2 separate regions of the Sus scrofa genome follow, and region 1 is linked to region 2. A link is a contact called in public Hi-C data. All regions are on one chromosome and are shown on one strand. The core of a region is the stretch at or near the end of the contact, and the rest is flanking DNA. Distances in the headings are between cores, read along the strand shown. Region 1 has its middle 240 kb from the start of TCF4. Region 2 overlaps TCF4 (transcription factor 4).

Region 1 (2,932 bases), core at 218-2,717, 490 kb after region 2:
GAATAAAAGAAATTAACCTGTAAACAACTGAATAAATAGGAATTTATACATTATTTAATGTCAATCTGCTCCAAATTTTATGTTTGTTCTGTGTACCAGCATCCATGCCTGGCATTGGCATTTAATGAATTGTTTTGATATTGAAATACACTCTCTTGCCTTTCAAACTCATGCAGACTCTACTAGTCCTTCTAAAAGAAAACATCCTGTTTTGGTTGATGGGCTAACAACAACAACAACAACAACAAAAGTAAATTGTGGTAGCAATTAGGCTCCTCAGTGAGCATGCTCAGTGGGTCTCTCTTGGTTGCTAGGCAACCAGCTGAAGGTGTGTGGTAGGAGAGGGCCCCAAATGTAAAATCTTAAGCACCTTTGGCATGGGCTTCACCTAGTCTGGAAGCCCACGCTCATTTATTTAATTAATGGAGAGATATTTTTGGGTGACTGTGGTGGATTCTCTTTTCACATTGTTGGAGAGAAAGTTAGGGGTAAGGGAGGGGTACAGAGTGGGGGATCCAGCAGGATGGGCTCAAGAACCCTAGCGAATACTTCTCTCGAAAAAGCCCCGTGTTTGACTTGGGTTGCCGTTTTCGAGTGTGTGCGTGTGACAATTTCTTTTCCATTGCGGGAGTCACAGTTAGCTGACACCACTGCATTTGGGCTGCCTGGTACGGCCCAGGCATAATTCGAATCCCACATCACAAGAGCGTAACAGCCTACGTTGGACCTTTAAGTCTTTCCAATAAATCCGTTTTCACATCCTGGAGTTAGAGAACAGAAAATTCCCAGTTAAACCACATTGTTCAATGCAAAGTTGCAGCCCGTCTTCCAAAGCCTATTCGTACACCCCAGGGTTCTGCTGAAGAAGCACTTACAGGAGTTCAGAGACTGTTGCCGGGAAGTAAAAATGAATCAACTTTTAGAAACCACACAAAATGCTCCGTCTTTGGTGAGTAAGGTGCCATCTCCATCAGCACCTCTAAGTAAGCAACCCGACCAAACACCTGGTTCGGTCCACAGTGACAGCTCACTGTCTCTCCAGTGGTAACGATTTAGAGGCTTGATGCTAAACAAGATATATACATGATGTCAAATATTGGCTGCACACATCTAAGCCAATCACTTCTAACTAAATTAACCATGGCACTGCCTAATACGATCCACCTGCTTTCTTCCCTCCGTTGTTCCAGACCCTACCTGAACCCCCCTTTGATTAAATGTCAAAAGCTTGCCTTGTGCCTACAGATTTCACTGAAGGCGGATAACAGAAAGGTTCCTCCTGTGACTCCATAAAACTGAAATAAATTCCACTGGCATCTTGTAAATTTTTATTTTCTACAATGACTGCAGGCCCCATCTGCGGCCCAGCTGTTATTAGAACGGAAAGCGTTGGCCCTTCTGCATTACAAAACAGCATAGAACAGTAATTGCCAGTGGAAGAGATTAAGTGTAGACACTAAAAATGTTTACTCGCAATGAATATGCATAACGATGGGTAGGAAACAGCACTGGAAGATTAAAAAGAGAGAAGGGTTTGTTTACAAGGCTGGGAAAAAAAAAAGAGAGTGGAATGTCATTTGGCCCCGAGCCTGAAATAGGAACGAAAAACCTTTGGGCAAGGCATTAGGGAGAAAAACAGATGGTTTGTGAACCTTTTATTAGATAGAAAAATCATTAATCAAGCCCAGGCTGGAAATGGCAGGGTTTTTGGTAGTTCATATTTTAGTTTATTTTTTCTTAAAGTGACAGTATACTTTTTTTTTTTTTTTTGTCTTTTTGGGACAGTCATCTACAGATCTTATGTCAATAGGCACAGCTTTTGTACAGTATTCCACGTTAAAGCCAGCTTCACGTTAGGTTAGTGTGAGCCCTTATTTGTTATATGGAGAAAATTCCTCCAAAGGGTTTCACATTTCAGCACCTGTTTTGCCTGTATAGCAATTAGAAAAAATTGCAGCATGGAATATTTTTTTTTTCAGTCATGTTCCATTTCTTTGGTTTTGAAACTTGGGAAGAAAAACAGAGAAGAGGATAACTTTTGCAAATATGGCCTTGCTGACTAGGTTGATTTATAGCAGTTTAAACAAAATATATAGTAACAATAATTATAAATTGATTCATCTCCTGAGAGGGAATTCACACCATTTTATTGGAAAAAGCCATCAAGAGAGTTGGAAGGGTCTCATTTGAAACTGTACTTGCCATAAAACTAATCTGTGCCCTTTGGGCTTGAAGAGGTTGCATTTTACTTTTCTTTTTTCTTTTTTTTTTTTAATAATGGTAGTGAAAATCTCAGGGAAGGACATGTCATAGAGATTAACAAAATCCTGGAATTAATGGTGCAAAGCCCATCATCTGCTACTAGCCAGTCAACAAACCCTAGGAAGTACCTTGTGCCAGGGCATTATTGTTTAAAAGAAATGCATATAATATTCAAATGCTCTCATAAACATACATTGTGTGTTTACAAACCTATGCATATCTATGTACATGAACCTATATACACAAACACACACATGGATGTGTCTTTGTGTTCTAGGCTTGAAATATGATTGCTGTGTCAACTTCAGGAATGGGTTGGCCAGGTAGGGCGATATCAGAATAAAGGTGCTTATAGCCAGACCCATTATTAATCTTGATACCACAGTCCCAGGATTTTGCCATAGTCTGCTGTGTACTCAGAGCTGATAGATCATTTCTACTTTGGGAAGCTACTCTTCAGCTTAACTATAGAATGTACTTGTTCCTACTTCATGTATTTCGTACTTGATGGGGCTTCATCCAGATTGTCACGCAGAGCTAAGCATCATTGATGCAGGATTCCATGGATGTGCAGTGGGGCAGTTTCTTTTTAAGAAATTAGAAGGTACTTGAGAAGTATCTCATTCGTGGTTTTATTCTTCTAGTGGGAAATATTTTCTTGATAGCTTTA
Region 2 (3,038 bases), core at 55-2,554:
GTTAACAGACATATGCTGTATAATTAGGAGATGCATTAATGATTATGAATAGTAAATGATTTGGTGCAAAGAAAAAAATTTTAGTCAAAGGGACATGTACCTATCTTACATGTTTATTAGTAACTGTATATAACTAGAGAATTCTGCTATTAAGAATCTTGCATTATTGGTGTAAATACTTCCAAGGGTACATCAAATTGTAATCTTTCATACGACATCCATCAAACCAGGCTGGAGATTTTGACAAACATTAAACACAGTAAGGAGGCAATTATGTATGCATGATTTAATCTGCAACTAATTAATATGCAAATTTATTCATATGTTAGTTACTAAATTAAAAATGCAAAGAAGCCCTTATGGTGATTCTCGAAATTTTGCACAAACAGAACATTTAAAATGTAAGAAAAATGAAGTTTTTTAGAAACCTATAACACACTTTTAGTGTCTCCAGAACCTGTTGCATGAAGAAGGCTCAAAAATGTGTGTTTAAATACTAGATAATAATTTAAAAGGTGTGCTAATTTTATGTGAGAATGTGGGAACAGAAAGGTTAATCAGAATTCTCTCGAACTCTTAAGAGATACACTCTAATTACCAGACAAATGGTATTCTATTTCTAAGCTTCCTTCCCTGCTTTTAGGGTTGTCAGAAGTTGGTCATCCTACTGATATCTTGTACAAATGGTTAGGGGGGATAAATAGGATATGAAAGCAACTAGATATATTGAAAATTTCAGGCTAACTTTGAGACCATTTGGTGCACACTAAATACACAATTCCCTGCTCAAGATGGCAACTCGCTCTTTTCGCCTTTGGGGAACAGCTAGCTCTCTGCAAACAGAGAAATGGGAGGAAAATCTTGAGGGAGGTTAGAAATTCTCCCCAACTCCCTTCCAATGAACCCTTCAAAAAAATAAAAAAATAAAAAATAACAATGCGACTAGCCCAAGAACCACAACCTCTCCCAAAAAGCAGCAGTTAATTTCATCTGACTTCAACCCAGCTCTGTTAGCACTGCATTTTCCAGATAATCCAAAACTGATCTGAATCTTTGATGGGAGATGAGGGGTGTGGAGTTGTACAATTTTAAAAGATTTTTGGATGTCTGCATACAAGGGAACATCCATTCAAGTGCCTATCTGATCCTTTGGCACCACTGCCTTCTGCGAGAATCTGATTTCCTGGTGACTTCCTAGTAATCAGCAGCGAGATTCTGTGTGGATCACCTCTCATCTGATTACCTTTTTCAGCCGAAGTCCGACGGGCCATGTATACAGCTCCCGGAGCTGGCACTAGGAACAGCTGTAGTGGCCTCAAGAAATCAACGCAAGTCAACTGTATAAGGAAGCACAATGACAGCATCTACGGCTCTTCCTAGGGCACTGAACTCTCACCCACGTTTAAAAAAAAAAAAAAAAAACTCGCCATCAGTCTCATCGCTGCCAAGTGACACACAAAAAGGAAGTTAACCATTGGCTGTTACTTTTATTCACAGTCTGACTCTGATCTCCCAGCTTCCCTTAGCCCCTTCTGATGCCAAGCGGGCTACAGCTTGCCCATTTCGTTTCGACCACGGCAGCCAAAAAAAGCACTGCCCTACCGTGCGGGGACAAGCAGTCTGTTTTGATATTAGTACCTCAGTATGCGACACAAGAGTGTCAGATGTCCCTGAACTCTGTGCCCTCCCCCGAGGGACTCTGTCCTGGCCTTCCTTGGCCAGAGAGGTGGCGAGACTGCCACAAATCCTCAGCTTTGAAAAGCACAGGGGAAGGAAACGCACCATCCACGGGGCTCAGCCAGAAATGGCAAGGAGAGCCTCTTCTGGGGGAGAGGATTCATGCCCTCCAATTCAATCCTTGTGTCTAACTGGAAATATGAACCTATATTCTATTCACTCCCTGCCAGGCAGCCTACAGGAGCCCAAAGTGAATTACATAAGAAAAGGACTCCTTTTCTTATGTAATTAAATCTTAGTAGATGCTATGAAGTCAACCTCAGATTCTCTTCTTTTTTCTTTCATCTAAGAGGACAATTTGGAGTGCAGAAGAATAGGTTATTTTCACTGATTCTCAGAGAGGGAGGAAGACAGCAAGAAAATGCTGCCTTGCTGCTCCCCCCACCCCCACCCCACGACATCCAACAAATCTGCTTTCTTCGCTAAAGGCACAGAATCTGACTCTAACCTGCTTTAACCCCTGAATGTGCCAGTAACGTTCTCCTCTCCAGCATTAACAGAGCCTACTCTTCATGATTCCAGTGAGGCAGCCTCAGGTGAGAAGCTCAATTCCCAGACATTTCAGGAATCTGAGAATAACCGAGGCATCTTTAATTTTTACAGGTGACTCAATTTTACTTGTGACCAGAACTGAACATAAAGCTTTGAAAAGCTTAAATATACACATTCATGCATTCATTACACAGTGTTAAATCTAATTTGTTCTTTTTACTGTCACAGGAAGCACATGTTTAAAGCAATCTGTTTCCTCATGTGAATGCTTTCCTGTCTGTTTAAAAAAAATTGCGACACACTTTACCCTGAGTAACCAAGAGGTGATCATAAATATCCCTAAATAGCATTAAACAGATAGGAGAGACATTAACACTTTCAGAATGCCAAAGTAGTATTAAAAAAAAAAATTCTAACAGATGCTCCTAGGTCAAAAAGTGAAATGTGTGTTTCCTGAAAAAACACTCTCATCAGAATCATAAATGAACTGTGAGGAGAGAAGTGAGGTGTTGCTGAACAAACCAGGATCCTTTTGGTGAGGAACTCAGCAATCCACTGCCAAAGAGCACTTGCCATAAAAAGCCAAACTGAAATGGAAGTTTGATGCAAACCAATGTCCTTTGTAATCCACAAGGTGGCAATGACTACAAATATCGGGTAGCTCTGAGGGGTCTCTTCTCTCCCACTTCCCAGAGAAGGGTCTGTCCCTGGGAAAGCATGTGTGTCTGCCTGGGGACACCAGGAAGAAGTCCAGCCAAAAGGGACCTTTCGAGAGGAATTTACCGTGGAGCAGGGCCTGGGTTTGCGGT

Evidence for each region. A called contact is a pair of places that touch in the nucleus more often than the background predicts.
Region 1: a Hi-C map of fetal skeletal muscle shows a contact between it and region 2, with 2.9 times the contacts expected there. The contact joins two enhancer-like sites. A contact is called at or near these places in 6 of 47 Hi-C or Micro-C datasets (brain, embryonic fibroblasts, fetal skeletal muscle and 3 more) and 1 of 2 datasets of contacts at active chromatin or transcription factors (skeletal muscle).

Annotation. Positions count from the first base shown.
Region 1 is chr1:105,319,759-105,322,690 of Sscrofa11.1, forward strand. No RefSeq gene overlaps it. Among named protein-coding and RNA genes, the nearest start is that of TCF4, 240 kb to the left of the region's middle. Within about 2 kb of position 1,468, at least 6 of the 83 cell types and tissues checked have an H3K27ac peak or open chromatin away from gene starts, as enhancers often do. A contact at or near this core is called in fetal skeletal muscle, where this site is marked.
Region 2 is chr1:104,831,402-104,834,439 of Sscrofa11.1, forward strand. The region is part of intron 8 of TCF4 (transcription factor 4); the gene reads right to left. Among named protein-coding and RNA genes, the nearest start is that of TCF4, 250 kb to the right of the region's middle. Within about 2 kb of position 1,305, at least 18 of the 83 cell types and tissues checked have an H3K27ac peak or open chromatin away from gene starts, as enhancers often do. A contact at or near this core is called in fetal skeletal muscle, where this site is marked.